Linked DNA regions of Gossypium hirsutum: region 1 is linked to region 2. A link is a contact called in public Hi-C data. All regions are on one chromosome and are shown on one strand. The core of a region is the stretch at or near the end of the contact, and the rest is flanking DNA. Distances in the headings are between cores, read along the strand shown. Region 1 holds the start of LOC107956230 (chromatin modification-related protein EAF1 B). Region 2 holds the start of LOC107954910.

Evidence for each region. A called contact is a pair of places that touch in the nucleus more often than the background predicts.
Region 1: a Hi-C map of leaf shows a contact between it and region 2, with 2.2 times the contacts expected there. The contact joins the promoter of LOC107956230 here to the promoter of LOC107954910 in region 2. A contact is called at or near these places in 9 of 34 Hi-C or Micro-C datasets (anther, callus, hypocotyl and 3 more).

What each region holds. Positions count from the first base shown.
Region 1 is chrD07:30,972,845-30,976,265 of Gossypium_hirsutum_v2.1, reverse strand. LOC107956230 (chromatin modification-related protein EAF1 B) reads left to right here and starts at 1,325. Exons shown (of 24, transcript XM_016891951.2): 1 at 1,325-1,665.
Region 2 is chrD07:30,795,762-30,799,274 of Gossypium_hirsutum_v2.1, reverse strand. It overlaps LOC107954910, which reads right to left and starts at 1,425. Exons shown (of 3, transcript XR_001699750.2): 1 at 527-1,425; 2 at 1-403. It overlaps LOC107954911 (probable LRR receptor-like serine/threonine-protein kinase At5g48740), which reads right to left. Exons shown (of 16, transcript XM_016890601.2): 14 at 3,249-3,438; 15 at 3,048-3,180; 16 at 2,305-2,855. The coding sequence ends at 2,637.

The sequences.
Region 1 (3,421 bases), core at 76-2,575, 180 kb before region 2:
TCTTGTATCATGGTAAAGAAAAAAACAAGAATCAAGATCATTGTCAACAATTAAGGCAAAGTACATTGCAGTAGGTAGTTGTTATGCTTAGCTCCTTTAGATGAAACATGTGATAGAAGATTTTGGAGTGACACTACCAGTTATAATTTCATAGTATGACAATTTAAATTCCATCAATATATCAATGAACCAATGATGCATTATAGGACAGGACATAGATACTTGCTATCATTTCATTCAAGAATTAGTAGAAAATGGCACTGTAGAATTAAAATATATGCCTACTGAAAATCAATTAGATGATCTCTTTACAATGGCAGTTGGTTTAGCTATGTTTGAAGCCTTGAGAAGTTATATTGGTGTGTATGGAGTTTAAAATTTAGCGGTTGAATGATGGCATCCAAATGTTAATTCTTGATGTTGTTTTAGCAAGTGCTTATTTTTGGTGAGTTATTGGTTCGAAATCTTTTCTTTTTGGTGGGTAAAATATTTTGTAATTTTAAATTTCCAAATTTTAGAGGGTAAGTTAATAAAGACAATGGTTAATGGTTATTTGGGTATTTAATACCCTATTAAAGTTACAATAGGTTTCTATCACTACTTTTCATTTTAATAGAAACTTAGACTCTCAAGAAATCCCCTATGATTTTAAACTATCTTTTGTTCAAAATCCTTTCTTTCTTGCTTTAAAAAAATGTTTTTTTTCTACAATGGCTTGTGTTAAAGTTACATCTTAGGAGCAATTCGATTGATTGTCTTGAGAAGGTTTCTATCTACTGAAGTAGGTTAATCAAATGATAGTATTTCTTCCAACGAAGCTCAACAACCATTGGAATCTTCTGTACTCGATGTTCCAAATGCAATCAAGGAATAGTTGCCATTGCAATTGGCATTGTTTTCTAAAGGAAAGGTTCCTATTGCTGAAAGGGCCTCAATAATTATTGGTTCAAATTAGTACTCGAACTTGGCTTTTGGTCCATATTAGTACTTACATTAATTGATTTACTTGAATCCATTTGAACTATGAAGTCAAGTTAATGTACTAATTTGAATCAAAAGGTCAAATTTAATATCTAATTGGATCAGAAACGGTTTAGTTATCAAATTGAACATTGAGGCCAAGTTTAAGTAACTAATTGGACAAAAAAAACCTAAGGTACCATTTTGAACCTTAAAATAAAGTTTAAGTACCAAAATATATATTTACCCAGTGATAAAAAAGCCCGAACTTAACCAAAAAGGCCCTTTTGTATCGTCGTCTTCCTCAAGTTAAAAACCCAGGCCCAGTACTCACTGAGACTACTCGCATAGTAACCCCGAAAATCAGCCTAAACGAACAAAACCTACACAGGAAAAAAACCCCGAAAAAATATTAAAATAAATCCATTTTTCTTATTTTGAGTGCCAAAACGAACAAAATTTATATGGACTTTTAATAGTAGGACTCTACAACGTGCCCATGGCTTGCATTTGCAGGGAGGTGTCGTATTTTAGGGTCATTTCATGTCGTTTTGATTGAGGGCAGGACGTTGAGGAAGAGTTCGAAGCTTAAAAAAAGAAAAAACCCTGGACAGAGATAAGGAGAAGAAACGAGAGTATTAAAAATAGCGGAAACGTTTTGCTGTGCCCTATCTCTCAATTGTTTGACTCAGTTTCCTCATTCAGGTTATTTTCGCGCCTAATTTTCTTTTTTCTTTTTCCTTTTGTTTTGGAAACCCTAGAATCTGGTCAGTGTTTGAAATTAGGGCACAATTCCATTGATTCAATGCGTTTAGGGTTTATCTCGTGGTTTATACAGACATTTCAATTGAATGCTTGTGAATTTACGGGGCAAGTAGTCTTCTTATATGTTTATTAACATTACTTGGAAGATAAATGCTGGTGAAGTTCTTTAGGCTCTTTGTTGTTTTATTTAGCTACCGATTTTCCACTTCTAGTGGTTGTGTTCACTGGAATTTGAAGAAACTTGCTGGTGCCAAAGCTCTTTGCGGTGTTATTTGGAATGCCAACAAATCCGGTACGAGGAACAGAAATCAGCACACAAATCGCTACTTCCCTAAAATCTAATTTGATATGGTAGTCTTTTCGATCTAGGAACAAAATACAATTAATTGGAACCTAAGACATTTTTTACAAAAACATAATTAAATAATAGTATAAATATGTATAAATTATTAATAAAATTAATTAGTTTTTTAAAAAAATTAATGTTAACCAATCATTATAATGTTTACAAATGATGTCAAGGAAAAAGAAGATGCATTTTTTTGTTTAATTAAAATCCTATTATTAAATATAATTGGTTAAAATGTGCCACAAGTACATGTATTCTCTGTAAATTTGGAATTTAGTCTTTGTACTTTTATTTTCAGGAATTTAGTCCCTCTACTTTTTAAATTTAAAAATTCAGGTCCAGTTGTTAACATTGTTAAAATTATTTTGTTAAATTTGTTGGTGTGACATTTTGAAATTAAAAAAAAAATAATCGCATGGTAACCTTGTAATTAATTAAAAAATGGCTTTGTAATGAACATGAATGTAACAAAATAATTTTAATAGTGTTAACAATTGAATTTAAATTTTTAAATTTGAAATGTAGAGGGGCTAAATTCCTGGAAATAAAAGTACAAGGATTGAATTTTAAATTTACGAAGAGTACAGGGACTTATGACATATTTTAACCTTAATAATTATATTTCAATAATTATTTTTTAAATCTTATAATTTAAGTGAAAAATTTTCAGAAACTCTCTCAGTCTCTCTTACATTAAATCACTTGCAAGGTTAAGAGAAAGCAAGAAACAGGTTTGCTCTCCCACCGACTTTTGAACTGTATTGTTTTACTGACAGGTGAAATTAAAAATTACCCGTTTCTATCTTCAAGTTCATGCTTTTCTATTTATTAGCAGGATTGTAGATTTTCACAAATTGGATTGCAAATTGTCCAAGATTTTGAACATGCCATCCAATTCGAAAATCCTAGGGGGATTAGCTTTTTTGGTACATGCTATCATCTGTACCTATGTGTATGCTTATGTCTGTATGTAGTTTAGCTTTGCTTTTGGCGTTCCAATCAATGGCAGACTTTGCATTTCCTTTACGGGGCGTTTTATCTATCCAAAATTTAGTGGCAACCTCTCCCATACAAGTACAAGTTTGTTTTCTGTTTTTTCAATAGATATAAGGTGGTGAGTGAACTTTGATAACCTTTTGAGATAATTTTGTTATGTTCGGTTGCTGTGAAACTACTATGCTGGAGTGGGAAGTTGAAAGTTGAAAGATTTGCAATCAATATTCTTTTGGTGATATATTTATTTAACAACTCATTGCGGAGAAAATTTAAAAAAAAAAGTAGGAAGCACCTTTATTTCCCCGAGAAGTGTTAATATTGCCTCAATCTAGTTCAAGTCAGTTTGTTTTG
Region 2 (3,513 bases), core at 176-2,675:
TCTTTCTCCAAAAGGTGATTCTCCTTCTCCCTCCCGACAAGGGTCTCTTTTAGAAGGTTCATCTCTTCTTCATCATAAGCAATTTTTTCTTCTATCATCCTTTGATACTGCGTTGCTTCCATTTCTATCGATGCCTTATCCTCTTGTAGACGCAAAATCATTGCCATAGCTTCATCAGCAGCAGAAGAAGAAGCAGCCCTTTCTTTCTCCAACTCCAAATGTAAAGCAGCACATGCAGCTTTTTCTTCTTTTATAGCTTGTTCCAATATTTTGAACCGATTTGCCTCATCCCCGGTAACCTCAAATTTTTCATTAGTGTTACCCTTTCCCTCTCCACTGCTCAGTTCAAAACCATGCCAGGTTGCCTCACTCAAATCATTGCCAGATTGAGTGTTTTTATCATCTAAAATGGCAGGTTTCACATAGGTCAATCCAAATGTAATGCTAATAAGAGAAGATCATCATTTAATAGTTCAATATTCAATGAAAACTTCATTAGATATCACATTAGATACGTTTTACTTACCAGGAAAACAATCTTCTATTCCACTAACTAGACCCCAATTTTCAATCATTGTTTCACCTCCATCAACAGATGAAGCATCTGCAACTGAGAAATTAGCAGACTTTCGATAGCCAAAAGCAGCTATCCTACCTCGTTGAACTTTAGATTTATGCTTCAGATATATACTTTTCTTTCCCTTGGCATCAGAACTACTCTTTTTTTTATTCACTATAGTTTGCAATCTTAAACCTGAAGGTAAAGTAGGACATGCTTCACCCAGCAATTCAATGGACTTGGCATCCAAATCCCAGTCTTGATCGTTGAACCAAAGTAAGTTAAAAGGGAACCTATTGAAAGGCAGTTTAAGAGCAGAATGAATGTTTGATACTGGGAATTGAATGAGAAGGTTATGCCAGCAGAGGTTGCTATTTTGGTACCCAAGAAACCCAGAACAAGGACAAGGCAAGTAAAGTCCAAAAACATGATAAAGTTTCCAAGCGAAAAACCCCAAGGTTGATCCACATAGAAGCACAAAAGCTAGAGCAAGGCCGACAAAGGCTCTTATAAGACCAATTAAGGTCCACGAAGTAAGTGTAGGGGAAACCATTACAACATGAAGAGCTCAAAAAAGGCAGAGAAATGGAACTCAAGTAGTAAAAGAAATACAATATCAACACGGAATTGATCAAACATCATGAAAGATAATAGTGAAGTTCAAACTCAATGAAAATTTCCAGCTGGAATTTTCTCGGCCCTGGGTTTTCCTGGAATGGGAAAGTGGTTGACTGTCTTGAAGAAAAAGTTGAAAGTGGAAACCATCGCCGCCTTTCACTTCTTGTCTGATGTTTCGGACAAAGATTACTGCTGTGTTTTTTGGAGGGTCTGTTGAGACAATATCAACATTTTTCAGTTTTCGGTACAAGTTACGTGTATTCAATATCAAACCAATATTTTATTGTAATTATGCTATTAATTTTGTATTATACATTTATTTTGATATTTTCTTGAGACATTAATTTCATCATTTTTATTTTTTATATTTTTTTAAAATTTGAAAAATTTGATATAATGTTATACATGTAATAATATATGTTTACCCTATAAAATTTTGTAAGTAGTAAAAATTATTTAAATCAAAACTAAAATTTTAAAATTTATAAAAATCAAGTAAAGATTAAATTCAGGGAGATATGGAGGGTAATATTCCTATGGTAAGCCTCCCTGAGGAGGTACGGAGGGGTAACGGTCACTAAAATTAACAGTAAAATTTTAACTTTTTTTAAGATACATATTCAAATATAAATGTTAGTATATAACTTTTTAAATATATAAAAAATTAAAATTTAAATATTATCATATGCTTATATTCAACAATAAAATAAACTAATTCCAATAATATAATAGAGTAGAAATCAATACTGACGAATCTTAGTATTAAGTAATGAGGATTTAATTAAAAAAATTTAAAGTTTTAATGAGAATTTCAAAAAATAAAAATTGATAGATCTAATTAAAACTTTTTATAACAAAAAAAAATGGAGTTTTAATGAGAATTTTCATAAGGGAATAATTATTTTTTAAATTTAAAAACATAATTGAAAATTTCAAAAGCTGGCCTCTGAAACCAACAATCATCATTCAACATCTTCTTTGTCGGCTATGCGTGTACGGCCGTGCTCTAATTAACCATTGAATAGTCAAAATTTCTTTTGTTGAATGAATAATCAAGTCTATTACTCTAATAATTTTTTTTCTTCTTTTTGCAAGAACAACATCCTTTTTCCACAGGAGAAATAATATAGCAGTAATTTTTTATTATTGGATGGTTGCTCCAAAATCCAGTATTTAGTTGAATATCAAGCTCCACTCACTGCTTTCAATTGATTTGCACATGTTGCAGGGACAGAAACATGTATGAAACATTGTGTCCGAACATGTTGGATGGTTTGGCAAAGTTTACCCAAACACACTACACTACACTACACTACACTATTATTGCTTGCCATTGACAGAATAGATACATATAAGCATTCTTATACGATGTCTGTTTTTGAAACAACTATATATACCTCATCTCGTTTTAAATAGTGGGAAGGAAAAGTTTTCAAAGTTGGAATAGGGTTGATGTTGGTTAACCTGAGTGTCCCAAAGATGCAAGATATGCAAGCTGAAGACTGTAGGCTTCTTTCAGCTCACCCAACACTTGTGCAATAGTGGGTCTCCGTGATGCATCTCTTTCCACACACCGTACGGTGACTAAGGCTGCTTTTCTCATGCTTTCGACATCGAAGGTTCCCTTTAAGTTGTCATCCACTATCTCCAATGCACCTGCCTGCAAGTACGGCTTTGCCTGCGTTTAAGTCAAATATGAACCAGTTGCTTAGAGCTATGTTTCAGGATTTTGTATTAACATGCTTAAACTAATTAGCCTTCTTAAATCCATGACTCTCCAGTTAGTTGACAAATGCAACAACATCACACCTTCATGCTCCTTTTCATACACAAGAATAAGAAATTAAAAGGAAAAGGAAATTATGGTTACCCATAGCACTAAATTGAAGGAATCTGGAGTTCCGGAATGCGTCAGCGGTTCTCTTCCGCATATGAGCTCTAAAAGAACAACACCAAAACTATAGACATCACTTTTCTCAGTCAGCTGTTGGGTGGAATAATACCTGCAGTTAATAAACGACATCAATGATGGTGTGCGGTGCAGTAAAGGCACAATTTAAGGAAGATATACTCAGGATCTAGATAGCCCGCAGTGCCCTTGACAACAGTGGTCACATGAGTTGCATCTGCCAGAGTTACTTGCTTAGAGAGGCCGAAATCGCAGACCTTCGCGTTCATCTCACAATCCAAAAGGATGTTACTGCACTTGACATCACGGTGTATGATTCTTGGATCGCTCCCATTATGCAAATAGTCCAGCCCTTCCAAACAATCAAGGCTCAATGATCAGAGGCAATAAAATGGTAATAGCATTTATTATGCCAAAAACATTGGAC